Linked DNA regions of Mus musculus: regions 2, 3, 4 and 5 are each linked to region 1. A link is a contact called in public promoter capture Hi-C and targeted proximity ligation data. All regions are on one chromosome and are shown on one strand. The core of a region is the stretch at or near the end of the contact, and the rest is flanking DNA. Distances in the headings are between cores, read along the strand shown.

Region 1 (6,345 bases), core at 1,078-3,577:
TGATCCACCCAAAGCATGTTCTTAATGGGTGTTTGTGTCTTTTAATATTGAATTGTAATCGCTTACTTGAGAGTTTTTCATCAGGTAAGTTTTCTGTCCTGTGTTGATTCAAATTCAGATTATGTTATCTATCTATAGCATATACTTTGTATTTAATGTCTCCAGTAGCTGCTGACCTCAAAGCAAAAAATGGAAACCTTTGAATGAATGGAAAATAGAAACACACATCAATGCAGCAGCTACTCCCCGTAGAATCATGAACTGAGAGGTAGGAGCTGAATTGTATAAAAGGAAAGTGCTGCCGAGCTCCAAACCCTCATGGACCTGTGGGGTCAAGGTCTGTGCATATCTCTCTTATGCGTAAAGCAAAGCATGTGTTGAAGAGATGGTGTGTTACGATTCTATTGCTGTGAGGAGACACCACGAGCAAAGCAACTTATAAAAGACAACATTTAATTGGAGGCCTGCTTACAGTTTTGGAGGGTGAGTTCATGGCCATCATGGTTAGCAAGCTTGGTAGCAGGCAGGCATGATGCTGGACCAGTAGCTGGGAGCACACATCCTGATCCACAAGTTATAGGATAGGGGTACGGATACATATATATAACTGGATACACACACACACACACACACACACACACACACACACACGTCATATCTATCTGTCTGTCTGTCTGTCTATCCATCCATCCATTCACTGGGCCTCTGGGCTTTGAGTTTCAATAAATGAGGAGCAAGCAGTCAAGCATCTGAATCTATGGGGCCCATTCTCCTTCAAACCCCCATAGCTGGCAAAGCTGTGGAGAGGCTTGCTGCTCTTTCCCAGGGCCAGGGTTCGGCTCCCAGTACCCACACCACTCTGTCACGCTTGTTCCAGGGCTTACCACACCGTCTTCTGTCCTCCATGTGTAATGTGACATGGAGAAGCAGGCACACACATATGACACAGAAGCAACATCTTTAAAAAATTTAAATGCAGGGCCTACAACAGCAGCACAGGGTTGTTGGAAAACTAAAAAGAAGTTAATAGATAAAAGATGTTTTTTAAAAAGGAACAAAAATGCTAATGCATGTCAAATATTGGTATACAAGAGTTTCATTTAGGCTACAGGAGTTCTTATTAGTGATAAAAGGACAAAGTATTTGGTTTTTAGATATCTATAAAAATTGACTGCTTGACAAATTAACTCAATACTTTAATAATATTAAATTATGAGGTTTCCTATTTACATTTTTAAAGGAAACATTTTTATTGTAGTATAATTCAAATGCACCTTGAAATGCATAAATTTATAATTTTGTAATTAACAAGATTGCAATCGCTGCTCTATGTAAATCAGGGTGTATCTATGATTTGCTGCCAGGAATAAAAAAAGTCTTGAACTGATTGACAGGGATATTGTTATCTACTGGTTAGGATAAAAGATTTAAAATGAACGTGTATTAAGATTCAGAGTTCTTCCTTAACATGGACCCGCTGTAAAAGTGAGAAGCATGCCAGTTCTGTTCAGCAAATGTTTTAGTAGCTCCTGTGATTTCAAAGGCACAGTGTTGGCTGCGGAGTGCGAGATGAATAACTGCTGGTATTGAAGAGAAGCAAGATCTGTACCCAGTGGAAAGAGGAATGGGACGTCACGGTGTAGGGCAAACACAATGCAGGAACAACCCAGTGGAGCTTAAAATAATTTAATTCTGGCTGCCTGAGGTGTTTTTTTTTTTTTTTTTTTTCCTTAAATTTTATATTGGATGCCCTTTCTGCGTGTGCTAGGTTGCTTATTGGCGTAGAATCTGCGACCCTGTGAAATCTTTTTCATTCCCCATTTCTTCTTTTCCTTGCCAACTCGATCTCTTCAGCCGCCAGCACTGCCTTTGGAACAGTATCTATTGTGTGGGTGGCGGAACGCGGGGAAGCTATTTCTGTTCTAATTATGAGCACTGTTTTCGTAGGGGAAAAAGAGGGGGTGATAAGGCAGATCTGAGGCTGAGCTGCTGGCTGGGCGAGGATGCTCGGTGGAGGCGTTACTAAGGTTACTAGAGAGAGGACCGCAGGTGACAGGCGGGGTTTTTCTCTATAGCAATATACATTTTCCAATGAAGGACGTGGGCTGGGCAGTGCCACATTGTACTACATATTGGATTCCCTAGAGGAAAAAGGAGATGGCCCAAAGGAAAAATGAGGGACCAAAGCAGGGAGCCTCTGCTTCCTCTTCCGGGCCTTTTCTTCCGCCGTCTTTGTTTACCCCCGAGCCATTCTGGCTGCAGCACAGAGTCGGCGCGCCGGAGAACGGTGTCTTATCGATGTGACACGCCTCTGAGCCGGGCCGGAAGCGGTTCCCAGCCGGTACCCGTAGGGCCAGGCGTGCAGCGTGCGGTGACAGTGGCGCGGGCGGCGGCGCTGCGTGGCTCTGGAGGACCGGCGCGGACCTGCAGCGGCTCGCTGAGGCCGTGGCTCGTCGCTGCAGCTGTCAGGACTCTTGGGGGCGAACTTGCCAGACAGAGAAGAGCGGAAGGGAAGGGGTGTGTAAGGAGGGCCGTGGGCGTGTTTGATCTCAGAGAGGACTTTGAAACTGGTTCTTAGTAGTTGAGTCTCATTTTTATTTTGACAGATTCGGGAGGCAGCAGATGCCCTATTCTCGAGATTTTCTTAATTCCAGTCAGTTGATAGCATGATTTGAGTGAGAGCTTTTTAGTGAAGCTACTGGGTTAAGATAGCTCAAGGGATGGATGAAGCTGCCCGAGATAAAAAGAAATGTGGCGTCGGAGCAGAGAAGAGGTGTCTGGAATGAGGGGTCAAGATGATCTACTAGTTCCAGGTTCTACTAGTTTCAGGTCTTCCTGTACTAGGTACCGTCCCCAAACTATGTAAGCTTGAGGTTTGGGCTTCTTTACATAACCTCTATGTTAACCTTTACATAAGTGGGGAAGTAGGAGACGCGTCTGTGCCAGCCAGACCTTAGATTCTGCAACTGCTCCAGGCTCCACACTGCGGTTTTCCACCATCAATATATGAAGCACGTGAGGATGGATTAGAGGGTAGTAGAATTTGAACAGCCTTGATGAGATCTGCTAAAAGGTGTGACGTCTAGGTGTATAAGGCAATGATAGCTGTCGGTCAGGAAGAACTGTGGCTTGCAAACCTATGTCTCCAAAGCTTGGCTGTTGCCTTCTCTTTAGCATTTGGTGGGATAAGGAAGAGAGGTATATACTCACACGCCCAAGTTTGAAAATGGAGTTGCAGAGACTCACAGAATTTAATGATTTGACATAGCTACCTTATTTAACAGAATGACAAACAGAAGGTAGTCAAGAACGCAGACACTGGCTATCCTAGCTGTACTTGCCAACACAGATGCTAAAGTTAATGTCTCTTTACCTGGACTGGGTCCTTTCAGCAATAAAGATTGCAACCCACCTTTACCCCTATTAATGTGTGTTACGAATTCTGTACACTTACTGACACAAATACCAAAGCTGAAAAATATTATCACTTGACCTGGACTGGCTCCTTTCAGCTGCAGGAGTTGACTATTGATGATATACAGTAGTAAAATCATCTGTACCCTTGCTCATGTGTGTTCCAAACTCTGTGTAATGCTGGAGTCAGATGCCTTTTCAGGCACAACTGACAGCTGAAGCTTTTCAGCAATTCCAAGACTATCCATCGGAAAATAATAAGACTGACTAAGCCTAGGGGTAAGGAAACTTAGCTTAAGGAGACCTCAGCTAAAACTCATGCTTAAAAATTAAGGAAAAAAAATTTAATCAGTTGATAATGTACTGTTTACAAACACTAATTCTGGCAAGTTGTGCCTAATATTCCCAAGAGATTGTTGAAACTGGGGCCTTAAGAATCAAGTAGATTAGTTTAACTACATTTTCATTCCTAAAATGCAAGTACTTATTTTTAACTTGAAAAATCATAAGCTTTATAAAAGTGCTTATCACTGTGTCTATGACAAAGTAATAATATAGTCACCCAGTGCTTAATAAGAGAGACACTTAAATACATTTCTGCAGCTCCTTCATTGTTCAAACAGCAGAGAGTATGCTTCTACAATGGTACAGCCATCAAACACCTCTACTACAGACAGCCCCCAAACTAGTATCTTTCTAGACTATGAACGTATATAGCATGTTGTTGCAATTATTACTGTAGATAAGTGTAATGGTATTTGCACAGTTAGGCATAGCTACAATGTAGAAGGTATAGTTGAAGTACTAAGCAATAATTTGTATTTTCCTCCAGTGGTCTGTCTGTGGCTGAAACATCTCTAGGGGGTGTGGGGTGTGTGGCACAAATAAAAGTGATGCACTGTTGTCCCTTGCATGGAGTCGCTTTGCAATATCCAGGCTTAGGTTTCACTGGAAGGCCAGTGACTAATGTCCTTATTCTTCTTATTTCAAAGGGATTAAAGTGTTAGGTGGCTGCGTAGACCAGAGACCATGATCTGCCCAGCATGACTTGTAAAGCTTGTGGCTGTTTAAGATCACTTAACTCTCAGTCTTGTGTTTCCTGAGTATTTGGCAGCTCGGGTCCGCACGGCTGACCTCGCACTCCTTTGCAGATGCATGGGCATGGAGGCTATGACTCTGATTTTAGTGACGATGAGCAAGGCGGAGGCTCCAGCAAAAAGAGGAAGAAGTAAGTCTGTTGATCCATAGTTCACACTGTTTCTAGACGGACATGAAGTATAACTAAATCCTGGAAAGGGTTTGGATTGACTTTGCATATGGAAACAACTGCTGTAGCAAGTGAGGGTTTATTCATTGCACTGTAATAAATGGATTTCAGTTTGGAGGTAGTTGTGGGGAAAATGAAGTTTTGTTGTGAAGGAGTTTATTGAAAGGGATAGAGGGAAAAGGAAAGATTTCTCTATTGCATGTTTTTTTTTTTTGTTTTGTTTTGTTTTTTGTTGTTTGCTTTTTCATTTGTTAAGACTGTGTGTCTGCAAATGTCACAGCTTAAAGGAGGCTTGGTTGCTGTTTGTCTTCCCAGTGAGGTGCTCGTGGAGGATGAATTGTAATTCAGAACAGTTGTAATGTTGACTTGAATGAGCAGGTCAGAGTTGGCAAGACCAAGATCCTCTAGCATACAAAGCCTGGGCTTCACAAAGAGGACACATTTTTGTTGTTGTTGTCATTTTTGTTTCCTGAGACAGTTTTATTATTTAGTTCAGGCTATCCTGGAATTCCCTATATAGCCCAGGCTGTCCTAAGACACAGTCTTCTTGGTTTAGCTTTGAAAGTGCTGGGGTTCCAGGTATGAACTGCATGTCCAGCTGGAGGCTACATCTTCACAAAATTGCTGTGTTTAGGGCCATTGTCCTTAGCTTTCAGTGCTTTGAAATGTCATGGTATGTAGTAACAGGAGGGCTTGATTCGTAGTAGCAGGACTTAGAGAAGTTGGTTTATTATCCCATAGTGAGACTGATGTGTTATCACTAACTAGGAATGAACATTTTATAAAATCGGCAGTCTTTATCAATAACAGAAGAATAGTAATAATTATAGCAATGTATGTTTTTTAGATTTCTTTCTTTCTTTCTTTCTTTTTTTCTTCCTTCCTTCCTTCCTTCCTTCCTTCCTTCCTTCCTTCCTTTCTTTCTTTCTTTTAAAAGATTTACTTATGTTGTTTATATGAGTACACTGTAACTGTCTTCAGACACACCAGAAGAGGGCATTGGATCCTATTACAGATTGTTGTGAGCCACTATGTAGTTGCTGGAAATTGGACTCAGAACCTCTGGAAGAGCAATCAGTGCCCTTAACCACTGAGCCATCTCTCCAGCCCTGTGTTGTTTTTTTTTTTTTAGATTTTCATTAAGAAACATTGCTTTCTGGTCTGGGGGGGGGGGGTGTAACTAAGTTAGTGGAATGCTTGCCTAGGATATAGGACGCCCAGGTTCAGTCCCCAGTGCTGTGTAAAACAAAGAAAAGTGACACATGCCCTTTAGAGGCAGATTAAGGAGCATCAGGAATTCAGGTTTATCCTTGCTTGTGTAGTGATTTCCGGGCTATCTTGGGCTAGTGAGGATCCTCCCTCAAAAGAAATGATTTATGAATAGAATTTGAGCAGATTTAGTTGGGTACTGTGGTCTAGGGTTCTATGTATCCATATCAGTAAGGCTGTTTGTCTGTGGTCAGTGTCCTCTATAGTCAAACTTTCCTTTCCATATTTTTTACCTGTTAAATCTTCATTATCTCTCCTTTAGAGGTAAATAACTTAGGGTGGTAAATGATCAAGTCAGGAACTGAGCTAGGAACCTGCTGCTAAGAACTAGCCATTTTCTCTTATCTTTTCCATTTTATAAGTAGTAAATAAAATGAAGAAGCAAAATGTTTCAT
Region 2 (6,345 bases), core at 2,496-4,995, 1.7 Mb after region 1:
AGTTTAAACTGATTTCACCTCCCTAGTTATATAAAATTTATCTTTTTTGAATCTATTTAATTCCTTGGTATAGTCAATTCCAGTGAGAACCTCTCTTTCCCATTCAGCCCATTAAATACTGAAGGAAGCAATAAAACTCGTCCCTACTTGCCACAGTTAATTCTGTCTCTCCTTTGTGTATTTTCTCCTTTATTTACCATGTTTTTCTAATATTTGTATTAAATCACTAATTTACATATTTGTCTCCATTTCAATCTGCCAGCCTTAGTGAATTCAGTATGTCTAATTTCCATCACCTGGGGCCTCTTGAGCATCTCTCACTGAGACACTTAAACAGCCATCCCTTTCACTAACCCCTGCACCCCATCTTTCATAGAACCACTTTGACAGCTATTGCTAAGCAGATTTGGGATGAGGGTGTAGTTTTAAAACACAGATTGCTGAGCTGTGCTCATAGCTTTTAATTCAGTACATTACAGCATCAGTGTTCACTCTTAGTTTTACCAAGAAGTTAAAAGAAAAATATGTCTCCAGTCTCAGAAATTCTGATTTAAAAAGCTTGCATTTGGGCCGGGCATGGTGGCGCACGCCTTTAATCCCAGCACTTGGGAGGCAGAGGCAGGTGGATTTCTGAGTTCGAGGCCAGCCTGGTCTACAGAGTGAGTTCCAGGAAGCCAGGGCTATACAGAGAAACCCTGTCCCGAAAAACCAAAAACCAAACAAACAAAAAAGCTTGCATTTAGGCCGTCATAGTGCTTCCCAGTTGATTTTTACTGTGCATCAGATTGAAAACTGGTATCTTAGGGTGGGATGTGAGTCAGGACCAACATCCTACCAAAGTAACTCTACAGTCAGTCTCGTTTGAGACCTGTGTCAGGAATCTTCTGAATGGAATTTGGCATAGAGGTAGTATCAGAATTTACAGTTTCTACCATTCTCTCTCCCATCATGGCACCCCTCTTTAAACATTCAGAATATAGCTTATATTTTTTGGCCTTATTAGGATCAGCATAATCTGACCTCTTCTTTATTTTCGTGAGCTGTCACTCTTACTTGTTTCTACACCGTCATAACCATGACACACTAATTTTCTGAGGGAAAAAACCCCACATGATTACAGGGCCACTTGAATTGAAATATAAACTCAAGTTGGAAGGGTGGAGCTATTAATTTGGGCAAAAAGGAAGAATCACTAAAAGGGTCCCCAAAGTTCCTGATGTCAATTAGGATACTAAACAAACCTTGAGTTCTGCTTAAGCCCTACAGAGTTCAGAAATAAACTAGGAGGCAATAAACTGTCTTTCTCTTTCCACCACATTCCATCAAGTCTTCCCCACTCTACTGGAGAATCCGGTCATCCCAGATGCCCTGGCTTTCCTCATCTTCAGATGTCAGCATTTTTTTTCCTTAGGCTTTTTATCATGATGCCTCAAAATTTCAGCTCTGAAAATCCTCTTGAAAAATATGCAATACATACTTGCATTTTCCTCTTAAAATTTCCATTGAAAAATCCAACAGCAGTATCAAGGTCAAAAGAAATTTTAAGGCACCACCAGAAACTGCCTCAGAATCCCAAGTTTTCTATTCCAAACTGTTTTTATCCTCCATGTTCAAAGATTTTTTAAAAATTCTTAAACTATAGGCTCTTTGACTAGTCTACATCCTGAAAAAGAGTGTCTTTGCAATTCACTTGGTAGCACAAATGTGGATGTGCCTTGAAATGCCATAAGGCAAGTAAGAGTTTTTAACCTTATTCCACTGAACAGAACAAACAATACATTGGCTACAGTTTTAGATACTACTGATGCCAGGAAATTGGCCAGGACTTCACTGTAGTTATTACATGTGGTAATACTTAAAAGGATTACTTTCTTAAAATCTGAAAAACTTGAAATTACTAAGACCTATGTGCTTCAGATAACAAATGTTAGACTTCCAGCCACACTGTATCAGCTTCTGTTAAGTTCCAAACCTTTCTTTCAGTTCCACTGAAATTATATGTAAATAATATTGATAAATAATAGACATTATTTGCTATATATAATATATTCTTCACTATATATAAATAATTTGGGGAAAGGTACTTGCTGTTAGACACTAAACTCATAACATTGCTTCTAAAAGCAGATGTTACATTTTCCCTCTTAATAACCACCTTAGGAAAAAACTGCCAAAGCATGGGGTGACAACCAACACCAGGTCACATGTATATGTGACCTCCATACACATATACCCATACTCACACGTATACACACACTAGACACATACCCAGACTTGAAACAAACAAACTACATTGGCATTAAGAAGTCCTACATAAAAAGCTGTGAAAACCCTGTGCACCAACAGACTACAATATGAATGACAAATTGCTTCAAAGCATCTCCCAAGGTAATTCCTAACTACAGCTGCAATTTACCAATCAGTTGTAGTTATCCTTTTAAAATGTGTGTCATTGCTGTCCAAATCTGCTGTGCTGACTTATGATAAAAGAGTTGTCTTTAACAATTTCCAGTTATTACAGGCTTCAGACATTTTTGAAAAACCTACCAAATCATAACATTATTCTGATACTAATACTTTATAAAGAAGAGTGAGCTATTTTAGTAAGTTCCTAGTCATTTAGGAGGGCGGCTTCTAGAAACTAATTGCAAGTAGAAATTTTTTTAAATGTATAATATTCCCCAAACTTTTACTATTTTGTCACGTACAGATGCGTTGACAAGTCATAATCTTTAAATACTTGAAAGCAAACTTGCCCAAAGTATTTAAATACTATGTCAAATAAAAATGTCAAAACCAGAAGTTAATCATAAAGCAACCAGACTCCCAACCACTAAGTACAAACAGGGGGAAGGGAGAGAGGGGATGATGTCCCATGACATCATTTGGCAGTATGGAGTTTGAAGGCTGAGAGCGCCTTCCAAATTAACCCTTGCAAAATCCAGCTGGGAAATTACCACGCTTATTAAGCTTGGATAGCCGAGTTTTAAAAGAAGAAAAAGCCTCGCTCCTTCAAATCACACGTCAGTACCGTATGAAAAAAATAAAAGCATCCAGGGAGGCAACTGCCTCCCACTACCCGGATAGCAACGGAAAGGTCAGAATTAGGAGGAAACTCCTCTCTGAGACTGTTCAACCCGAGGGGAGAAAGGACCGCAAAAGCGAAGGGAAGCGCTGCCTTGGCGCCCACAGGCAGGTTCTCCCACTCAGGGAAAACCTCCCTGACGCCCAACTGGCACCCATGCTCATCCAACAGAGGATGCCGACCCTCAGCAGAAAGTCGGGAGCCAGACCCCCCGAAAACAAGCAAACACCCAGCATCAGGCAGCGGACCCCACTCCCCGAGCGTGGAAGGCGCGGTTCCCAAGTGATGGCCGTTGCCCTCGAGGCGCAACTTCCCTGTTGTCCCCTCTCCAGGCCGCCTTCAACCCACCGCCCAGGGCGCCCCCCGGCCCCCGCCGCACCTACCGCGGCTGCGCCGGCCGTCACGATGGGCGGCAGCTTCTCGCGCTCCGGTTCTTTCCCCTTCCTCTCCTCCGGGGCGGCCGCGGCTACCGCCGGCGGCGCTCCGGGCGAGAGATCCCGAGCCGCCTCACTCATGTCTGGCCGGGCGGCTGAGGCGCGAGGCGGTGGCGGCGGCGGCAGCGGCGGCCGGACTGCAGCCGGGGCGGGCGCTGCTGCTGCTGCCGCGGCCGCGAGAGGGCTCCTTCCAACCGCCGCCGCCGCGCCGCCCCCGCCCCCGCGCGCGCCCGCGGCCCGTCGCGCGCCCGCGCGTGTGCGCGCGCCCCCGGGCTGGCCGCCAGGCTCCGCCGCCCACCCCCTGCGTGCGCCCGGCTCGCGCCCTCGGCCGCGCTCCGCTCCCGCGGGTCCGCCGGCCGGGGCTCAGACCGCGGCCCCGCGTCACGCGCGGGGACCGCTGAGGAGACGGCGCGGGGCGGGAGCTGGGGGGCGCCTGGTCGCCATGTTGGTCGCGGGCTGTGGTGGGAGGGCGACAGGCCTTGTAAAGGCTGTGACACGGATTCTAACCCTGGCTTTCCCTTCACCTGGAGTGGCAGGTGAGCCGGGGACCTTTGACCCAGCTGGTGGCCTTTGACCTTTAAACTCGCGCTCAGGAAGCGGACTCGGGGTCATGTCTGCCCCCTGATCTTTCCTCCAGTGCCTCCAGCGCCGGGGAGACTGGGAGACCGCTCACCTGAGCATCCTTATGACTAACTCTTTCCCCGTGTCCTCTCCTGGCCTCATCCTACGGGAGAAGCGCTTAGGGTCGGGAGAGGACAATGCGACACCGTGCTCCCCTCCCACACACACTCCAGGGCAGGACGGCCAGGCCACACTTTCCATTTCTGAGCCGCGGTCCCTCATGACTGCCAAGTCCGCCTCTCCCTTCCGTGCCCACGCGCCTACATTTTGCTCTCCCCGCCCCCCGCCGTCCTTCGTTCCCTCTAATCCCTTGTCCCCTTCCGTTTATAAGTTACAGATGGACAGATCCAAACTGCTGAGTAATCCATAATAAACCTCGTAATAAATTCTGGGTAAGAACGTTTAAAAAATTACTTTAAATCGTCATGTTAAAATATCCCCACCTCCACCACCCGACGACGACTTAGACAATTTCCTTTCTCCTCGCCCCCTCCTTTTCCTTTTATCAGTCTGCTGGAATGGCAGAGACACCTGCTGATGGAGGAGAAGGGAGAGAGGAAGTATTCACTGTACCACTTACTAAAAATAGAGAATTTCTCGACATTGAGGTCTTGGGATTTTTAGTTGAGACTTCGTTATTTTATTCATGGTGAAGTGAATTTTCTAATCCAAGAATACTCAGCTCCAAATACAAGAAGCAAGAATATCTCTGAAACAAATTCAGAGGGGATTTGGTGACTGTCATTTTATATAATTCAGAGTCCGCAGAACTAAATAAATAGTTACAGTTCTTCCTGGCATGAGGTTGTTTTTCAAGCCCAGAATTTGTAGCAAGCAATAAAGTGAATCGGATAGTGCCTACTGTATTACTTTGGAAATTATAAAGTTTGCTTCTATTTCTAGGAAGTATTTGTAGTTTTAATATAATTGCTGTCACCATCGTTTCTCTATTAATAACAAAAGGTGTACAATAAGTAGAATAAAGTAGCCAGGTATTTCATAATCTTTAGAGCCAAATGACACAGGCACTACTTTGCAACACCCTTTTCTGTCTCCTTTTTCTTGAATTTTTGTTTTTAGACCTCTCTTCTTAAATCTCCGGACTATCTCATAGACATCTGTTTTCTTTTAGCAGGCCAGCATGCTGAAAACTGGTAACAAACATTGTAAAACCAACCTTTCATTTTAAATACGATTCAAGATGTACCATGCTACTGTGTCTAGACTGGTAGAATAAATTCTGAAATGATGGTGGGTTATCTCTCCTATTGTCTACAACCAAATTTAGTAATTTGCTATTAAAATACTTGGATCAGAAACGAGTTGGATCGCATGCCTTATGCTTTCACTTTTCATGTGTGAGACAAAATAAAAGTGTGTCTGTACATCTAGTCACATTCAATAGAACAAAAATATTTAGATATTGGCAAAAAAACTGGCAAGTCAGAAGTGTTCATTTCTACTGCTCCAGACGAGATAAGGCAATGGAAACAAGCCCATTGGTTTATTCTGCTGGGAGCTCTATATAGGAAAGATAAGCATCATGATGAATTTGTTTCCACTTCCTACTAAATACATGATTCATAATGTACCACTTAAAGTCTCTTTCATACAAGCCCCGGGTAAGGACTGGGAGGTAGATGGGGGTGCTCTTGGTAAGCTAGAATGATAACTCTGGCAGAACTTGTAAGGCAACTGTCACGAAAAACTTTTTGTGTGTACCTACTGGATCTGGGGGTTGAGGGGAGTCAGACAGAGCTCTGGCTGCTATGCATAAAGATGTGCTGAAGACGCTTTTCAGTGACACCAAATGTAATGGTCAAGTGTGGGGACCTTTCTAAGTCCAGATGCAACTGGACTTGATCAATCAGGTTTTTCATCTGATTTAGGAAGGCAAAAGACCTAAAGGGGAACGGGGTGGCATGGGGCAATGAAATGGGATTTAGAGAGATTATATCCAAAGAGGAATGAATGGCAAAGATAAGAGTTGGAAGGCAATGGAAAGTCTAGCTGACAGAGCACCCCTTTAATTACACACAGTAATAATAGTGTACTGAACAACAGCAAAATTGGTTCTGAAAGAGCATTTAAGAATGGTTCCTAACCAATCATTATGATCATGTGGTCTATTTTAAATGTGTGCTTCAGACTTACTTTTAAGGTTCTATCACATTAATTTATCGCTTGATGTGCCATGTTGCACAT
Region 3 (6,345 bases), core at 1,736-4,235, 1.4 Mb after region 1:
GCACTGACTGCTCTTCCGAAGGTCCCTGAGTTCAAATCCCAGCAACCACAGGGTGGCTCACAACCATCTGTAATGGGATCCAATGCACTTTTCTGGTGTGTGTCTGAAGATAGCTACAGGGTACTCATATAAATGAAAATAAATAAATCTTTAAAAAAAAGCAAAAAACAAAAAAACCAGGGCTGATTGAGACTATAGCTCAGCAGGTGCACATATGTCTAGTAGGGCCAAGCAAGGTTCTAGTTCCATATCCAGAAAAGGAATAAATTCATTAGTGATTAGTGCCACATTAATCTAATAATTTGGATTTTAAAATTCACAAAGCCATTTTTTTTAAAGCTCCTTATTTTTTTATGCAGGGTTTAAATGTAAGACTCTTAAAACTGTGACTTAATATCAATTCTTTAGTGATTATTTTTCTGTGTATATGGTAGGCTAGGTGTATCTGCGCGTGTGAGTGGGTGGCAGGGCAGGCATCTTCATCGATGGCTCTCCTCCATCTAATTTTTGAGACAGGGTCACTGCACTGACCCTGGGGCTCATGGCTTTTCAAGTAAGTCCCACGGATCCTTCTGTCTCCACCTCCTAGTGTGGGGCTATAAGTGTGCATCAACAGAACTGCCTTTTTACGTGGGTGCTAGGGATCTCAACTCAGGCCCTCCTGTTTGCAAGGCAAGCAAGTACTTTATCCACTGAGCCATCTCCCTAGTATCTTTAGTAATTATTTTATGTTTTCCTTTTTACATTTTAACTTCTTAATTTTACAACCTACAACTGGCAATATAGGTGAATTTTGAGTGGTGAATTGCTCTCTATAATATTTAAATTCCCATTTCAATCTGGAGAAACAATATAAAATACATGTAAAATATTCCTTAATATGTTGAGGCAGGGGTAGGGTCTAATCTACCTCATTCAGAGGCCAGAACACTTGTCTGGCATGTGCAAGGTCTTATATTCCATCCGTGTGGGTGGGGGAGGGGCATACTGGAGCAGAGCTGAGGGTGGGATGGTGTGGGAGCAACAAGGTCACACCATAAGTCCCCAACCCGCACCTCAAAATACTACTATTTTCAGACATGAACTCACTAATACATTAAATTCTTGAAAGGTGGCAACTAAGATCGACCTTGGCTATTTTTATCAAGCGTACATAATCTAAGTAACATTACCCCTTTGGATTATCTAGCACTTGGTTGTGACCATTTGCCAAATAGGTTGGCTAAATGGTCAAGCAAGACAATTCAAACTAGCTGAAGCAAGGCAACACTGCTAACAGAGATTTGGCTTCATGCTCTCACTTCTCAGTGCCCACAGGCAAATTTCTCTTCTGCCCAATTGTGGTTTTCCCAAACTTTTCCCTTGCTCCCAAACCGGCAATCAATTAAGGAGGCATGATTTCTGACAGTACATACATTTTAAAATAGGGACAGGTCAAAGCAAACAGACCTACAATTGGAAGAACTGTAAAATCAATGCCTGTAAACAAACAAACAATAAATCTTTTTTTATACTCTTTTGTCTACCATTTTTGCCCCTAAGGAACACAAGAAACTAAAATTTTTTTTTAAATATAAAGAACTGCTAAACAATTCTGATGCACACTGTATCAAATGTTACCAGGCTAAGAGGATCTTATTTGATTATGAGGTTAAAAAGTTACAAACTGTCCTTAACATGAATAATCATTAAGTTGGTTCCCATCCCTGGCCTTTTCAAATAAATACCTCAACAAGCAAACTTCAACACGCTGGTACCACAAAGAGAACCCAGTAGTTAAAAGTAACTCCAAACTATCTACAATAAATCTCAGGATGACTCAAAATCCTAGATCCAAGCTCAAGTGCGTGTCCTATCTTGTCTCTCAGCTCACTTTCCATCCCGACTTGTGCGGGAGTAAGGCAGAGGCCACCCACACACAACCTAAGTAGATCTCAGGTCTCCCAAACATGCCCATTTCCGGTTTTAGTCTCTCCAGAAACCTAATCCAATTAACTCTAATGAGCCAATAGCTAATAAAATAACTCCTAAATTAAAATTTCAGTTTATGACGGCCGCTAGAACTTAAGGGGTTACTAAGAGTGTCGATGAAACTTGCAAACATGGGTCCATTTTTTGGAGATAATTACTCTTTCAAATCACAAGGTCTACTAAGCCTTTCTTGTGTGCAGAGGCCCTCCGGGGTAATAAGACCGGAAGTCGGGGCAGGTATTGTTGATACAGTAAAACAAAACAAAGCTTCCCCCCTCCCAGCACACAAACAAACAAACAAACAAACAAAAAACCCCATAACCTCAAAAACAACTTCCCGAGAGCACGCTCACCCCACCCTCATCACGAGCCCCGAGAGAGGAGGGCGGGCGGCCAGGGTGAGAGTCCTGGGGAAAGGTCGGAGACAGGGCAGCGCCGCGCGGCTTGCGGCCTGCAAGCCCGAGCCTGCAGGTGGGGCGTGCGGGAGGCGCCGCGGGGCCCGCGTTTACCTGCGGCGAAGTGGAGCGGGGTGGACTTCCTGCCCGCCGTGTCGCGGCTGTTCACCTTCTCGGGCGTCACCAGCCTCTTGACTCGCTCCACGTCCCCGTTGCGGCAAGCCTCGAACAGCTCGCGGGCGGACGGCTCCACGGCCTCGGCCCCGGCGCTCGCGCAGGCCGCGCCCCCGCCGGCGCAGCGGCGGCCAGACATGATCCGGGCCGCCGCCGCCGCCGCCAGCAGCAGCGCCAGCAAAGGCAGCAGGAGCCCGGGCCCCGCGAGCAGGAGGGCGAGGCCCCCCGCAGGAGACGCGCTCAGGGCCCGGGCCGCTCCGCTCCCCGCTGTCACCAGAGTCGGCACGGTCCCATGGCCGCGTCGCCGCGCGCCCCCGGCTCGGCTCCGTGAGCCCCGGCTGCCCCACCGCGGTGGAGGCAGCGCGAACCCGCTCGCCGAGCCCCGAAGCGACGCGACGGCGGAAGCGGCCGAGACCACTCCTGCCAGCTCGGTCGGGTCCTGGGAGCGCGCGTGACGTCGGCTCGCGCGTGCGCAGTGGCTGCTCTCCGGCCGGGCCAGTTTGGGCAAGCGGGGCCGCGCGGAGGGGTTTGTGGGAAATGTGCAGGGAGAGCCTTTGGCTGCGGAAAGAGAAGGGGCTTCGGCCCACCGCCATCTTTACAGAGCCTCTGCTAAAAACGAGAGGTCTTGCTGCCTTTTCTTTTATTAAAGCCTACACTTCTCGAGACGAGTTTCATTGCTCAGACACCGAAGACGAATCTTGGGAAGTTTTGTTCTGATTATGCATTTTCTTGTGCAAGTTTTAGCGTGAAAATCTCTGCAGTGTTGCTTCCGTACCTTCCCCCTGGGAGATTTCTCACCCCTTCCCCCTCCTGCCTTCTTTACAGTGTCTCTTCCCTTAACTCTCCGCATCTGCTTTTGTTTTTCTTATAAGCGTTTTCTCAGAAATGAATCCGTTACGCTTACTGAGAAGTTTGGATGAGCGGCCCCCAGATAAATCAAGAAAGCGAAGAAAGTTCATCTCAATTCTAAAGCAACAATTGGGGGGTGGGGTGGCTGTGATTAGCTCCGCTTCCCATAGTAAATTATTAGCTCAGCGCTGACGAGGATCTATACATAAATCAGCATTGCACCGGATGTGGTCGAGGTGCTGATACAAAGCATACACATCAAAGTTTTCCGAAGTTTCTCTCTCTCTCTCTCTGATCAAAGAATACAAGTGCACAATTCATTTTCGTGTTTATTGTGTTTTATTAAAAAAAAAAAAACAACAACAACAAGGATGTGTTTTGTAGAGCCAGGTCTGGTAAGGTGGGAAGGATTCCTGGGCAGGCCCATGCTGAAACATCCCTTTCTTACCCCTGAGGTACCAGCCATACGGGTGTAGTGTAGAATCGAGTTTATTTAGGGCATGGGAAGGGGAGTAGAGAAGAGAGTAGAGGCAGAGAAGGACAGAGGAAGAGAGAAAAAGAAGAGAGGCCGGCCAGGAACACGTGGAGAGAGACGGGGGAGGGGGGATGGGAGAGAGGGAGAAAGGGGTTAGGAGAAGAGTCTGAGAGAGAAGGGGGACAAACAGCCAGGCCTACCTGGCTGTTGCCAGGTAACTGTTGGGCGGAGCCTGGAAAGAATGTTAGCTGTGTTTAAGGTAGTAGTGACATCTTGTTTCAGGAACCCGAAAGAAAGGAATACAGAGATTTTGCTTGCAAGAAAGTGCTGACTTTTGGCACGCTGACAAGCATTTCCCCTGTGAATTACTTAACCTGTTTTTCAGGAAATCCAGTTTTTGTTAGGGAGCGTTGACTCACTTCTGTGGGAGAAAAGCAGGGACACTTCTTGAGCATTTTAGTAAATGTACCTTCTTATATGTTTATTCCATTATGTTCTTAGACTACTTAGTGTAAATTTAAATTGATCCCTATTACTAAATAACTATTCATGAATATACCTAAGGATTAGAACCTTACTACTATGATTGTCTCATTTTTCTTCATTTCATCGACTTGCCAAATATATTCCCAATTTTTATAATTTTTTATTTAGTGATTTCTGCTTATGTATTTCCTCCCAATATGTGTATCTAAACAACATCATACAGCATCACTTACTCACTGATCTATCTCCTCAACCCTAACTGTTTTTGTTTTTTTCTTTTTTTCTTTTTCGAGACAGGGTTTCTCTGTGTAGCCCTGGCTGTCCTGGAACTCACTCTGTAGACCAGGCTGGCCTTGAACTCAGAAATCTGTCTGCCTCTGCCTCCCAAGTGCTGGGATTAAAGGCGTACAACACCACAGCCCAGCCTAACTTGTTTTTAAAACACTTGATTACTAGAGAAATGAAGTTAACAAAGAAACCATATTAGGATGGCTGTTCTAAAAGCAAACAAACAGCAAACAACAAATGTTGGTGAGATGGACAAATTAGAATCGTTTTGGCACTCTTAATGTGATCATAAAATGTGTATTATTACAGGAAACACTTGGTAGTTCCTTACAAAACTAAACATTGGGACTGGAGAGATGGTCTAGTGGTTCAGGGCACTGTTTTACTTAGGACCTGAGTTCAATTCCCAGCAGCTACAAGGTGGTGCACAATCATATAGCACCAATCCTGGTATCTGTGGCCCTCAGCAGGCACAAACATGGTGCAGACAAAACACCCAACATAAAATTAATTAAAAATTAATTAATTAAAAATTTCAACATAAAGCTACCATCTTCTCTACTTCTGGGTAGATATAGTCAAATAGTTTGAAACCAGGATCTCAAATCGTTCTGCAATCGTGTTCATAATACAATCCTCACAAAAGCAAAGAGTTATAAACAATCCAATTGTTCCATGAATGGATGACTATGAAATGTGATGAATGCATATCAAGGAAGAACATTCAGGCTTCAGGAAAGAAGGAATCTTATCTTGTGCCCCAACATAGGTGATTACTGAGGGCATAATGTTAAGTAAGAGAAGCCAGCTTACAAAGACAAAACGGGTTCACTTGTATTCCTGCAGAGAGCTGCCTTAGCAAAACACCACAAAATAGATGTTTTAAATTCCTTTAAAAAAAAAAAAGTGGGGCGTGGTGGGGTGCACGCCTTTAATCCCAGCACTCGGGAGGCAGAGGCAGGTGGATTTCTGAGCTCGAGGCCAGCCTGGTCCACAAAGTGAGTTCTAGGACAGCCAGTGCTACACAGAGAAACCCTGTCTCGAAAAACCAAAAAAAAAAAAAAAAGAACAATATGAACTAACCAGTAGCTCGTGTCTCTAGCTGCTATGTAGCAGAAGATGGCCTAGTTGGCCATCATTGGGAAGAGAGGCCCCTTGGTCTTGCAAACTTTATATGCCCCAGGGCCAAGAAGTGAGAGTGGGAGGGTAGGAGAGCAGGGGGCGGGGGGTGGGGTGTGTATGGGGGGACTTTTTGGATAGCATTTGAAATGTAAATGAAGAAAATACCTAATAGAAAATTGGAAAAAAGAAAAAAGAAAAACGAAAAAAAAAAGTTAGATCAAGATGTTGGTTGGTGTTTTGGTTTCCTCAAAACCCTTTTCCTTGGCTTATAGATGGCTACCTCCTCACTGTACCTCACTCGATCTTTCCACTACATGCACATCTTGTTTCTTTAGTAAAATTAAGCTAGATAAGCTAGCTGGGAGATAGCCCAAGCTAAAGACCTAGGCTTTTTATAATTATTAATAAGTCATCTCTTACTCTTGCCTTCTTGCTCCCACTCTGTCCTCTCACCCCTTCCCCACCCCACGCCCTATTCCCCTCTCCCCTCTCTTTCCACGTGCTCATGATTGGCTGCTTCTTCTTCTTCTTCTTCTTCTTCCTCTTCTTCTTCTTCTTCTTCTTCCTCTTCCTCCTCCTCCCTCT
Region 4 (6,345 bases), core at 1,064-3,563, 1.3 Mb after region 1:
TCTTAAAAATATAAGGTTTCTCTACAGTTATGGGCATTGACATAAACAGAGCAAAAGTATTTATTTGATTCTGGCACACGATCTCCATTTCTCAAACTACATTCTGCCTATTTTACATAAAAGTACTTAAAGGAATCCCCACTTCCACAATAGCAACGAGAGAAAAATGGAGCTTACTCAGCACAGACTTATGCTTAGTGCATGACATCAGACCTGAAACTACAAAGTTTGTTTTTCAAACTGAATCCACAAATATTTTTAAAAGTCCAATACCTCCTCCCAAGCAAGGCATCCAAAGCCTTCGCTTACATTTAGATTACTAAACTAAGCATGGAAGAAGCTTCTATAAAATGTGGCTGGCTTTAATTATGGCAGTGAGTTTTAAAAAAAAAAAAAAAAAAACAGGAACAACAAACAGCAGTTCTCTTTGAAAGCAGATCATGAGGACCAAAAGCCTTTAAAGCCCACTCTTTCTTTCAAAAGTTGGATCTATAGATTAGTGCTAAGCGAAAAAGATCAATTTTTTTAAAGCACTATCATTTTGCCTCTATAACGCTTTCCAACATTGTACAAATATAAACCTACTTCACGAAAGGAAGTACTAATTCCCTTAAATTAAAAAACCCTGAGAAGGCCAGGTAACACCACATCTCTAATCCCAGAACCAAAGCTCCTTCTGAGTTCGAGGCTAGCCTGGGCTACATGAGCCCCTTGTCTCAAAGAAGAAAGAGAAGACAGAAAAGAGACTTTAAATCTCATGCTCATGTACCAACATATTTCTGGTGTATATATTTATGCATTTACATGGAAGATAAATTATAAGATAAATCTATCTGTACTTGCAGAAATAAATGCCACTTGTATTCTCTTAAAGCAGTTTCATAGGTGCTGAAATAAGAGTCTTTCTCCCACTAAGTCTGCTTATGAAATAAAAATTAGCTGTCCCTACTACCAGTACCTAGCAACTCCCTTCACTCAGCTCCCATGGGATTCTCCCACACACTATTTCATCAGTTACCTAGGGAGTGTGTGACTTGGGTTACTCCTTCCTTATAAGAGTGTGCATAAAGGAATGTGTTCAACTAATTTCGAAAAATTAGTGAAAGCTGTTTATTTTCGTCATTTATCTCCCTCAGTCCATTTGGTGAAAGGACTCAATTCTCATTATCTCATCATCCCTAAAGGACTTTGGTAACTCTTAATGACTAAACACGGAGAGACCATCCCGACGACTTAAACGTCAGCGGGACACCAAAATCATTTCCAAGTTTTCAACTCATTCTATCATCAGAAGCTACACAAGTTAAATGTTTATACGTCTTTCCATAATTTTCCCAGACTCTTCCACGTGGGCAAAATTTTACAATAATTTAAGATCTGTGATAACGCTTGGGGAAAGATGCTAAAATAGTCATCTGCTTAAGACCACACGCTGATTGACAGAATACTTACTGCTTAACAAAAAGGAGGAATTAGACCTCAAGAAAAAAGTGAGCAAGACTATACCCGTTACGCTGTAAATTTTTTTTAAAATTTAGCATAACCAGATGGTCTCTTAGATAACAGTGTTTCAACCCCCGCCTCCATCGACAGTTACTACCAAGTTTTGCCGTGAAATGGTGGTTTGGGAACAGACTTTGATACTACGAAAGAAAAAGAAAAGAAACTCGCCTAGAAATTCAAAGAGGGAAGAGAAACCAAAGAGGAGCAACGTGGTGAAGAAAAAAGAAAAAAGGAAAAAAGAAAAAAAAAAAAAAGCCAGATCGAACGCGCCGAGTCACATTTAACCAGGAGAAAAAGCGCTTCGTGAGCCGACTTCTCCGGGTAACCCGAGCCCAAAGCGCCTGCCAGCCGAGGGAAGCCTCGGAAGTCTGGGCGAGCGAACGAGAAGCAGCGCTCACGCCCCGCACCGTCGCGCCGGGAGCCGACCGACAGCCTCGCCCGCCCGCCCGCGCGCGCTCCCCGTTAGCTGACGGGCGGCGACACCCACCTGGAGACCGCCATGGCCGGCGCCGGCGGTTCGGAACTCTCAGGGAGCTACACGCCGCGCCGCTCCGGCGTTCGTTTCCCGAGCAGAGCGGCGCAGGCCCAGGCCGCCGGGCGCAGGGCGGCAGGCGGCGCGGCGTGGAGCGGCCCGCACGGGCCTTCCGGCATGTGCCGGCCACCGGAGCTCGTCTCCGCAGCGACCAGGGTCCCACACACGGGCGGAGGCGGCGCCGCTCTGACCCGCACCACTTCAAACCGGGTGCCCCCAGCCCCGCTCTCTGCTGACGCAGACGCCGGCACGCCGGACTTAGCGTCTGCACGCCGGAAGTGACGTCACCGGCACGTTTTCCCCCCCCCCCCATCCCCACTCCCTGCCGGCGAGCGGAATGTAGCAGCGCCCCGCGGCAGTGGGAGCGGGTTGGCAGCGTGGATCGGGAGCCCGGCTCCCAGTCTTTAAGATTAATGGGAGAAACGGAAAGAGGTCTTGATCTTCCAGAGAGCGATAAAGATCACCTAGCTAAAGTTCCGAAAGTTCCAAACCTCGGTCTCTAAGTGCTCTCTCCATCCTGACCCTACTACCCAGCTAGGCGGCTTCCAAACAGGAACAAACTGGAGAAAGGAGACTCCGGCCCAGGTCGCGATGCTGTGGGCGGGATGAAGTCAAGAAGGAAACACTGCCGAGGGCTGGCTAGGGTGGTGCAGGCCTATAATCCTAGCACCTGGGAGGCTGAGGCAGCAGATTGTGAAATTGGGGGTCAGTCTGGGCTACAAAGCAATCTCCGGGCCAAGAATTTGCAGTGTGGTTCCGCGAGGAAGAGGGTGGGAGGAGGCTCAAGTGTGTGTTTACTATTATTTACCATTAAGTTCTGCATAAATGGTGAAGGGACTGCTAATGATTTTGCCTAGGCCTATCACCCTTCTTCCCGTCTTTTCCTCCTTCCGTCCCTCCACTGCCAAACACTCCTCTGTAAACTACCATAGCCTTAGAATTTGTTTTTAATGCCAGTAGTCAAACTAGTATTTCTCTAGTTTCGGCAAGCCCAGTTTATAGGCCACTGACAGATTAATCATCAAAAGCACCTGTCCTGTCGCCCTTCCTTATAAAACATGCCCACTAGCTTCTTGTTACCTATTTAGAAGTTATGTCTCAGGCTTTGAGTCTGCTTGTCATCTGTATGATGAGAAGCACTGTAAAAGGTTGTGGAAGGTGGGGAGGGATGTCATGAACCCAGGAAAGTTCACAAGAACTTGGTGAACTGTAAAATAGATCTGTATAGGAAAAGATGAACTAAGTACTTGCTAAAGTATTGCACAGGTGACTAACATTACCCCTTACATTACAAGGCAAAGCTATAAAGTAGTGTGATGTTTTTCCACGGTGGGGCTAGAAGCCCAGGATTTGGGTTCTATACGAAGTATAGAAGAGTGTTTTGAGCAAGAGAAATGATCTAGTTTACATTTTCTATATGTTTTCCCTAGTATCAAAAAATATAGGTCCAGGGCTGGAGAGATGGCTCAACAGTTAAGAATGCTGGCTGTTCTTCCAGAGGTCCTGAGTTCAATTCCCAGCAACTACATGGTGGCTCACAACCATTTGTAATGGGATCTGATGCTCTCTTCTGGTGTGTCTGAGGAGAGGGACAGTGTACTCATATAAATAAAACTATATATATGTATATATATATATATATATATACACATATATACACACACACATATATATGTATGTATACACACACACACACACATATATATATATATACATATATATATAGTCTAAAGCTTTGAAGAGAGGAAAGGCCTATTGTTATCAACTTGGTTTTTTTCCCCAAAGGCAATAGATTTTTAAAAAATGTGTATGTGTGTAGCTTCTGCCTACAGAGGCCAGGGGGCCAGAGACTATCTAAAATTCCTGGAGCTGAAGTTACAGGTGGTTGGAGCTTCCTGAGAGAATTGAACTCAGGCACTCTGGACCAGTCATGTGCTCTTAACTACTGACTTTGATTTCATTTTGTGTTGGTTTGGTTTTTGTTTTTTAAAGACAGAATTACTCTGTGTAGCCCTGCCTGTCCTGGCACTCCCTCTGTAGACCAACCTGGCCCTGACCTCCTGCCTCTGCCTCGTGTGTGCTGGATTTAAAAGTGTGGTGTGCCACCACCACCACCACCACCCTGGCTGAACTGGCTCATTTTTAAGTCCTTTCTCATAACACATAACAACTATGTGTCCAAAGAACTTTTATAATATCACTAAGTTTCATTTCTACATCTGGGAAGTGAAGAAAATAATGGTGCTGATGGAGTTGGTAGGGACTAGATGGGAACACACAGCACTGAACCAAATGACTGCCGAATAAGCACTCAACCCTACTCATTAAGCCGATGAGTCCAGGGACTGGCTCATGCTAGGCACAGTGCGACTCTGAGCTAAACCTCCATTTCTGATGACTCCTTTTGTTAACAGCATAGCCTTGAACGAGTTACTTAATTTCTGTATCTTAATTCCTCAACTGTGGAGTGGGGAAAATAACACTAGTTCACAATTTTTGACAGTATGGTTGTCTGAAGTTACACATAATGGAATTGAAAAGAAATCTAGTGCATTATAGCACTTATGATACCAGATCCCACCAGCTTCTAGGTCAGTGTTCTATAATGAAATACATTTATAATTCTATGGCATGCTGACTTTGAGAAGCATGGCACTGACTACTAGACCTATACATTTCTTGAGGATCCATGTATATCCCCAGTTTATAGTGGCTGTAGAAACACACTCTGCCTTACTCCCCTGATTTGATACCAGCTCCACTCAGTCCCTGAGCCAGAGCCACCTCTTGAAGTTCTTGGAACCAATGGTCCCTGCCTATAAGACCTCTCAATGCGAGGGAGCTGCCCCCTTACAAAGCCAGGACCTTGGCCAGGCTCAAGTGCTTGACAGATTACCAGAGATTGTGCTTTGGGATCTGTGATGGTGGTTGGAGGGGTTAAGACTAAGGTGCTTGTGCTTAGTAAGGGGTGTGAACGCCCCTCTATTTGGCTACCCAGAGCTAAGGAACATGGGCCTGGCCAGACCCAGTACCTGCAGCCTTGCCATCAGATATTAGAAGGGACAGCAGTGAGTTAGAGGGAACCGCTGGACTGGAGACAGTTCTCCAGGTGGACTCAAAGGCTCTGCCCCACCTTCTCCAAGCCTACAACCTCTTTCTTCCTAAGAGGCAGCTAGAATGCACTTGGGAGAAGAGAGAAGAAGGTCAGTCAGGGCCAGGAAGGAAACTGAAAGGGTAGGAGGACATTAATGGAGGAGAGTAATAAAGCCACTGTATTCACACGTGAAACTCAAACACTCAAGAGCATAGTCTGGGAGAGCTACAGAATAAAAAGGAATGTCGAGAGAAAATTCCACAAACCACCCCCCCCCCCCAGCAGCAGGCTCAGACAAGTGGAACCCAGAACACTTGAAATGTACTCTCAGAGGAGGGAAGAGTTGTTATTCACAGCCCAGGGCTGATGGGGTTGGACCTCCCTTGGAAAGATTTTATTTCTAGTCCTGTGTATGTGTGGCAGTATGTACATGTGAGTACAGGTTCCACCAAGGAGAGAAGAGGGTGACAGTGATGGGCCCCTAGAACTGGAGTTCAGGTGGCTTTGCTGCTAGGAACCCAGTTCTGCTTCTCTGCTAGAGCAGTACAGTAAGCACTCTTCACTCCAGCTATAAAAGGTTACCTTATGCTATTTTGTGGTTTACTTCTTTACTAGTTTTTAATACAGTCTTGCTGTTTCTCAGGCTGACCTGAACCTCACTATGCTGCCCAGTCTAGCCTTGAGTGTGTGCTTCTCCTGCCTCAGCCTTTAGTGTTGGAATTACAGGCATGAGCCACCAGGCTACTCCAGCTCTGCTTCGTTTACCATGCTTTTGAACTTATCTTTTTTATTTATTTGGTTTTTTGAGACAGGGTTTCTCTGTGTAGCCCTGGCTGTCCTGGAACTCACTCTGTAAACCAGGCTGGCCTTGAACTCAGAAATCCGCCTTCCTCTTCCTCCCAAGTGCTGGAATTAAAGTCATGCACTACCACTGCCCGGCTCTTTTGAAGTTATCCTGATTTTTCTGTGTGCCCTTCCCTTTTCTTCTTGATGTTTGTGACATCTGTGGATCTAGCTCATAATTTTAATGTAATTGAGAATAAGGCCACAAGATGTCAGACTTTAGCTGAAAAATCTATCAAGAGCCTTCCAGCCCTTGATAATATCAGAGCATTTGGTGGGCAAGGAGGTGTATCTGTAACTACTTTTGGTACTTTACATGAGAGAATGTTTTTCTGAAATATTTATTTATTTATTTATTTATTTATTTATTTAT
Region 5 (6,345 bases), core at 1,113-3,612, 1.0 Mb after region 1:
CATGCATGGCACTGGATAAACAGAGTATGGCAGAGGCAGGAACAGTTGGATGGGGGCAGAAAGAATGTAAGAGTTGTGAGACGAGGAGCGCTGTGCATTTGGTCTTCTGGCCTTGTGCTTACACACCTACCGTACCTGTGGTTATCTGTGTAAGATCTACACACTATTGCATCAGGGATAGAGGAGGGACTCAAAACTCCAGGCCTACCCTGAACTTTGGATACTGCTACTAGAGGAGGAGGGAGTAAATTTAGTGTTGTGCTAATAACACGCCCATGCTCTTGTAAATAACCTGGACCCATGCTTATGCAAACAATCCTAATTAAATTTAATGGAACACACACACACACACACACACGCACACACACACACAGAAACGAGGGGGTGATGGGACTCGGAATGGGAAAGGACTTGGGAAGAAAACGGTAGGTAGAGGATGGAGGTGAGCTAGGGTGATGGGAGAGGAAACGACTAAGTTATGTACATTCTAAAAAGGATAGCCAGAATTCCCAAGTTTCTGTAAATGTTTCATGAGCACTCACTGGCTTTTATGAAAACCTCTGAAGAATACATGAAAAGCCAAGACAACATCTAGACAGAAGAATTTTTCTAAGTGTCGTCACGGAAAAGTGAAAGTGGGATGTCATCAGAGCAAATGATTAACTACGCAATACAAGGATTGCGTCTCATATAACTGGAATCGATGTGGCAGGCAGTAATCTCTCTGGGCATACTTAGTATGACACATCTAGTCAAGTATGATAAATTATAATGAAAGGAAAACTTGAGAAGTGACCAGACTTCTAGACAACTGGAGAAACGGACAAGTTCATTAGTTGTAGCAGAATAGCTGCTAAGTACCAGAGATTTAGGCTAAATCCTGTCATAAAATATGAGGGTGTAACTTCTTGCCTTCCCTGATGGATCTTTGATGCCCACCTCCCAGCCCCAGTAGTTAATGGCTATAACCTCAATCAAGAGAGGGCCTTCATTTAATAAGTTTCAAAGCTGAATCTTAAGTGCATTGAGAGCATCACCTGCTGAAGTGGGTGGCCAGTTAGTCTATTTAGAGTTGCAAGCAACCTCAAACATTATGAATTAGATCGACCAATTGGTCAGAACAGCAAGCAGCTGCCTTGGTGAAAAGGTGGATTTAATTTAGTTTCCAAAAACTCACTGGCTGGAATTTAAACGGCAGAGGGCAGTGCTGTAGACTTTCTCAAAGAGTTTTAGTGGCTGGAGACCCCAGGAATGGGCAACTGGTCCCAGTACAAGCCCAAACGTGTCTGGGAACTTAGCGATCGTCAAGTGTGCTACGTGTTCAATGTTGCATGCTTGTGGCTGTTTTCCATAACCTCTACTCTAGTGTGACCGACCGTTAAGGCTCCCTTGTGGATATTCTGACCTTACGGTTTGGGGGTAGGGATGGGATTGGGGGAGGGTGGTGGGGGAGTTGGAAAGAGAAACGAAACCCAGGCTTTAAAAGAAGGAATGCCTATCCTTGCATTGTGAAAGTGCAAGGGACCAGTCTCCAGAATGACAATCGGGTACTTCCCAGTGGCGTCGCTGTCAACCCCTTTACTACATTGTCCGGGGAGGAGGGGGAGAAATAGAAACTAATACTATGGGTTAACAATAGCGCCTCTTCACCTCAAAAAACAAAACAAAACAACAACCAAAAAAAAAAAACCCAAACAGGCTGGCGGCCAAAGTAGACCTCCCTCCTTTAACTAAGTTTCAAAGTCTACGACCCTGACCTCTCGCCCGCTCTTCTCCCCAGTGCCACCTCCAAACTCAGAGCCCTTTTCCCGGCCTCCGGGCCGTGGAACTCTCGGCGGACGCCAGGATCCCCGCTCTCGGGGCCTCGAGGCCAGCATGGGCAGGCCCAGGACGAAGGCCGGCAGTTCCCGGCCCCACGTTGCTCCTACCTGTCCAGCATCTGTTGAAGGGCTTGGTCCGGCATCTTCCGCGGAGCCGGCGAGCTCGGCCCTCGCCCGCAGCCCCGCTCAGGGCCAGGCCCCGGGACAATAGCACTGAGAGGCGGCGGAGTAGGCCTCAGTCCCGCGGCGGCCGCGGACCCGCCACACAGCCTCCCGGCGTGGCTCCCAGAGGCCCGCGGTGGCGCTGCGCGGCCGGCGGGCGACCGCAGAGGGCGGCGGGGAGTGAGGAGGAGGAGCCTGGGGCCGGGAGGCGGCGGTCGCGGCCCGGGTTCCTGCCGGTCCGCCCAGGGTTCCGGTCCATGGACCGCCGGGGCGCCGAGCTGCTGCCGGCGGAGGAGCTACCTCTGTGAGGTAAGAGTCGCCGCCTCCGTGCGCGCCGGGGTCACGACGCAGGGGCGGCTCGGAGCAGCCTGGGAGATGTAGTCCTCGGACCGTCCCCGCTAGAGGCTGCACAGCCCGCCGGGACCCCCGCCGCCGTGCCCGCCGCCGCCGGGCCGGCGCCCTCCCGTTTCCTTCCTCCAGGGGGAAAAAAAAATGTCCTTCGGGCCGCTGTCCGGGAAGCGGCAGCATGTGGCGCTCCGCTGTCAGTAGCAACAAGGTCAGCGCCCCTTCTCCGCGTCTTGTCCCCTCAGCTCTCGCGCTCAGGTGGGACAGAGCCAGGTGAGGGGTGGCGGCGTGGAGGGCCAGTTTCTGGGCCGGGTCAAGTACGCCGGGCCGCGGCGGCGCGAGGCCGGGCGCTCGGGTCAGCCTCGGCCGCGTCAGAGCCCATCTTCGGGGAGGGACAAGTGGCTTAGTGCGGGGCTGCTCTGGAGGGGCGTGTGGGTAACCCGACTGTTCGCACCGGCGCCTCTGTGTGTGTGTTGGGGACATAGGAGAGCATGGGGGGTGGGACGCGAGCAACCACTTTGCCTGTCCAGGAACCTTCTCGGTTCTGGTGCTGTCGCCCAGCCTTCGAGGGCTTGCGGGCAGCCTCCAAAGGGGACACGCTGCTGAATAAACAGCCCTTGCTTGCTCAGCTGTGGGTTGTCAGGAGTGTTTGTTTCTTTCCGCAGCTGGTCACCGTTAACCATTCCTAAGGCTCCTTGACACTTCTAAGCAGGTGGATCCCGGCCGAGGGATCAAAAAGGGAAGAAGTGACAAATCACGCCTCTGTCTTCTCTGACGCCGGAAGGGATAGCTTTGGAGGGGGGAAACGAGCTGTTGTTGACTTAAACCGATGCGTAATTTGGACGACCTGTGGCATTGTTTAGCGCTGTGATTGGTGGGATGTTTTGCTAGTTTTCCGTTGGTTGTGCCTACGGTTTTTTGGTTTTTTGTTTTTTTTTTTTAAACTTCTACAAAACGTTTGCTATTTCTTTAAATGAAAATGTTTCTTTAAATTTGAGCCTGGAGTGGTTTCTCAGGCCTATAATTCCAGACTTGGAAGACTGAGACAGAAGGATTACCTGGTCTGTATAATGAATTCCAGAGTAGCCTAGGCTAAATAAATAAATAAATAAATAATCAATCAATCAATTAATCAAGGATATGGTAGGCGTCCAATCCCGTAACCCCAGCACAGGAGAGGAGGAGGCAGAAGGATTAGGAGTTCAAGGTCAACCTCTAACTCTAATTAGTTTGACTCTGTCTCAAAAGGACAAACAAAAAGCTGCATAGGCATGGCCAGCAGATCTGGGAGGGTCTTCACAAATTCAAAATCAGTTCGGGTTACAGAGAGAGACCCTATCCCACAACAGTAACCATCAAAGCTACTTTTGTTTGTTTGAGTTTTTCCTTGGCAAGGACTATGTATCTGCAACACAGGGATGACTGGACTTGGAGATCCTCCTATCTAGAGCTCCCCATATCTGGAATTATATAGGCATGGCCCACCACACCCAGAACCGAAAGGCTTTCAAAATTATTGCTTAAGGTAGTTTGTTTTTTTTTTTTTTTTTTTTTTTTTTTTTACAATCAGCTCTTACCTGTGTAAATCTATTTTTGTACTAGTGCGTCCATGGTCAGGATATATAAATAAAATACATAAATTTATTCGACCTCCAATTTCTGAAATATGCATTTTTATGTTTGTTTATTTATTTTGAGACACGTTCTCACCGTGCAGCCCTGGAATTCACTAGGTACACTAGGCTGAGCTTGAACTCAGAACTTTGCCTCCCTCTGTCTCCTGTGCTTAAAGGCTTGTACCAACAAACAAGGCTACTTTTATTATTTTTTGTGGGGGTACACGTATGTGGGCAGAAGTCTAAGGTCAGCTTTGGGTAGATTCATTTATTGTTCTCCAGACTGGGTTTCTCAAAGAACCCAGAGCTTGTTGGTTACCTAAACCAGCTGGCCAGAGATCTGCCTACCCTTGTCCTCCCTGGGGCTAGGATTGTAGATGCCACAGGTACACCTGGCCTTTGTGTGAGTACTAGGGGCTGGAATTTGGGTCTTTATGCTTAGGTTACAAGTACTTTGTATCTAGAGCCTTGTACTGGCTAGTTTTGTGTCAATTTGACACAGCTGGAGTTATCACAGACAAAGGAGCTTCAGTTGAGGAAATGCCTCCATGAGATATAACTGTCAGGCATTTTCTCAATTAGTGATTAAAGGGGAAAGGCCCCTTGTGGGTAGGACCATCTCTGTGCTGGTAGTCTTGGTTCTATAAGAGAGCAGGCTGAGCAAGCCAGTAAAAAATATCCCTCCATGGCCTCTGCATCAGCTCTTTCTTTCTAACCTGCTTGAGTTCCAGTCCTGACTTCCTTTGGTGATGAACAGCAGTATGGAAGTGTAAGCCAAATAAACCCTTTCCTCCCCAACTTGCTTCTTGGTCATGATGTTTGTGCAGGAATAGAAACCCTGACTAAGACAAGCCTCTAGAAGCATGGTTTCATGAAATATTTTAGGATACTATAATTAATATTCCTTCTCATGAAAAGAGAAATAGGCTGCCAACCTTTGGAAGGAAAATGAGTAGATTAAGCAGAGTGTGTAATATTTAACTTTTTTTTTTTTTGCTTCGTGTGCTATGTAAGCCTGCTTCTAGTGTGCGTATCTCTTTTAAGCAGTTAACCATGTGGGATATATGCTGACACAATGTCCATTTAGCTTTGGAGTTTATATTAAGGGGAATTCCCATTTCTTCTTAGATTTAAAAAAAAAATGATGTTGTTGTTGTTTTGTATGTTTGCCTGAGGATCTTACATAGCACAGTCGGCCTGGAACGTAAGTAAAGTGTGATCTAGATCATGATTTTCCTGCATCTGCCAAGTGATAGGATTACAGGTCACCAGCTACTATGACCAGCTCTTCTCTTGTTGGTTTTCTTCTTCTTTTTTTTTTTTTTTAATTAAGAAAATAGATTTATTCTTATGTGTATGAATGTTTTGCTTGCATGTATGTTTTTGTATTACAAGCATGCAGTGTCTACAGAGTCCAGAAAGGGGCATTAAATCTCTTGAGACTGTGGTCACAGATAGTTGCAAGTCATCACATGGGTAATGGGAATTGAGCCTGGGTCATCAAGATAATAGTTAGCTCTCTTAACAGCTGAGCCATCTCTCTAGCTTCTGTTGGTTTGTCATCACCCCCCCCCCCGCCGTCCCCCCCCCCCACACTAGTACTTCTTTTCAGGTAGGATCTTGCTCTGTAGTCCTGGCTGGCATGTAACTCACTAGATGGCTAGGTTGTACTCCATTTTGCTGGAACCCTCTGCCCTCGCTTCCTGAATAGTGGGATTATAGGTGTGGTCCACCATGCCTGCCCCCTCCTCCTTTTTAAAGATTGGGTTTCACCCTGGAGTCTAGGCTGGTCTATGTAACCTACCATGTCCTTTAACTGGAGGTAATCCTTTTGCCAGAGATGTCCAAGTTCAGAGATCTGCAGGGATGACCCATCACACCCTACTCTGTATTCTGACCACCACAACAAGCGCTGTCAAATGTATGCTGGCCCACCATCAAAAACAATATAAATGTATTTCGTACATAGATAATTTGTGGCGAATGGTAGTCAGCCATGGGAGTAACCAGCATGACTATAGACATTGTTTTTTGCCCATTGCTATAGTTTTAGCAGAAATTAATTTACTGAAAATATAAAAAGATTTTCCATGCCATAGATGGGAAGAATAAGAATTGACAATGTTGATTAATCTTAAGAGTTATAGAATATGTTAATATTCTATATTTTAAAATACTTGGTTATGAACTATTCTAAAGATATCCAGAAATGTAGAATAATGAATGATTTAATGTTCTTCTATCACACTTGTTTTGAACTGTCTGCCAAAAAGTGTAATGAAGGTTTTTCAGAGAAATAATCTAACATCTTCAGGCATCCTCCAAAGAACTGTCAATTGCCAAGGTTAGCGATAAGCTGTGGGTAGAGCCCTCATTTCAGGCTATGGGAAGTTCTTTGTTAA

The links. Promoter capture Hi-C pulls out the DNA fragments that hold promoters and counts their contacts.
Region 2: a promoter capture Hi-C map of pre-B cells shows a contact between it and region 1, with 3 times the contacts expected there.
Region 3: a promoter capture Hi-C map of pre-B cells shows a contact between it and region 1. A contact is called at or near these places in 2 of 39 promoter capture datasets (the C10 cell line and pre-B cells).
Region 4: a contact with region 1 is called in a promoter capture Hi-C map of pre-B cells, with 3 times the contacts expected there. A contact is called at or near these places in 2 of 39 promoter capture datasets (the C10 cell line and pre-B cells) and 1 of 484 Hi-C or Micro-C datasets (CD8 T cells).
Region 5: a contact with region 1 is called in a targeted proximity ligation map of pancreatic cancer cells. A contact is called at or near these places in 1 of 39 promoter capture datasets (pre-B cells), 1 of 130 datasets of targeted methods (pancreatic cancer cells) and 1 of 9 other capture datasets (liver).

Annotation. Positions count from the first base shown.
Region 1 is chr19:38,220,134-38,226,478 of GRCm38.p6, reverse strand. It overlaps Fra10ac1 (FRA10AC1 homolog (human)), which reads left to right and starts at 2,327. Exons shown (of 14, transcript NM_001081075.2): 1 at 2,327-2,517; 2 at 4,566-4,642. The coding sequence starts at 4,566.
Region 2 is chr19:36,552,039-36,558,383 of GRCm38.p6, reverse strand. It overlaps Hectd2 (HECT domain E3 ubiquitin protein ligase 2), which reads right to left and starts at 3,745. Exons shown (of 21, transcript NM_172637.3): 1 at 3,469-3,745. The coding sequence starts at 3,600. Gm41838 (a long non-coding RNA gene) reads left to right here and starts at 4,345. Exons shown (of 2, transcript XR_877830.3): 1 at 4,345-4,532; 2 at 4,650-5,459.
Region 3 is chr19:36,830,872-36,837,216 of GRCm38.p6, reverse strand. Tnks2 (tankyrase, TRF1-interacting ankyrin-related ADP-ribose polymerase 2) reads right to left here and starts at 2,985. Exons shown (of 27, transcript NM_001163635.1): 1 at 2,481-2,985. The coding sequence starts at 2,679.
Region 4 is chr19:36,922,047-36,928,391 of GRCm38.p6, reverse strand. Btaf1 (B-TFIID TATA-box binding protein associated factor 1) reads right to left here and starts at 2,313. Exons shown (of 38, transcript NM_001080706.1): 1 at 1,991-2,313. The coding sequence starts at 2,004.
Region 5 is chr19:37,203,488-37,209,832 of GRCm38.p6, reverse strand. Cpeb3 (cytoplasmic polyadenylation element binding protein 3) reads left to right here and starts at 2,362. Exons shown (of 11, transcript NM_001290827.1): 1 at 2,362-2,538. Marchf5 (membrane associated ring-CH-type finger 5) reads right to left here and starts at 2,288. Exons shown (of 6, transcript NM_027314.3): 1 at 1,929-2,288. The coding sequence starts at 1,963.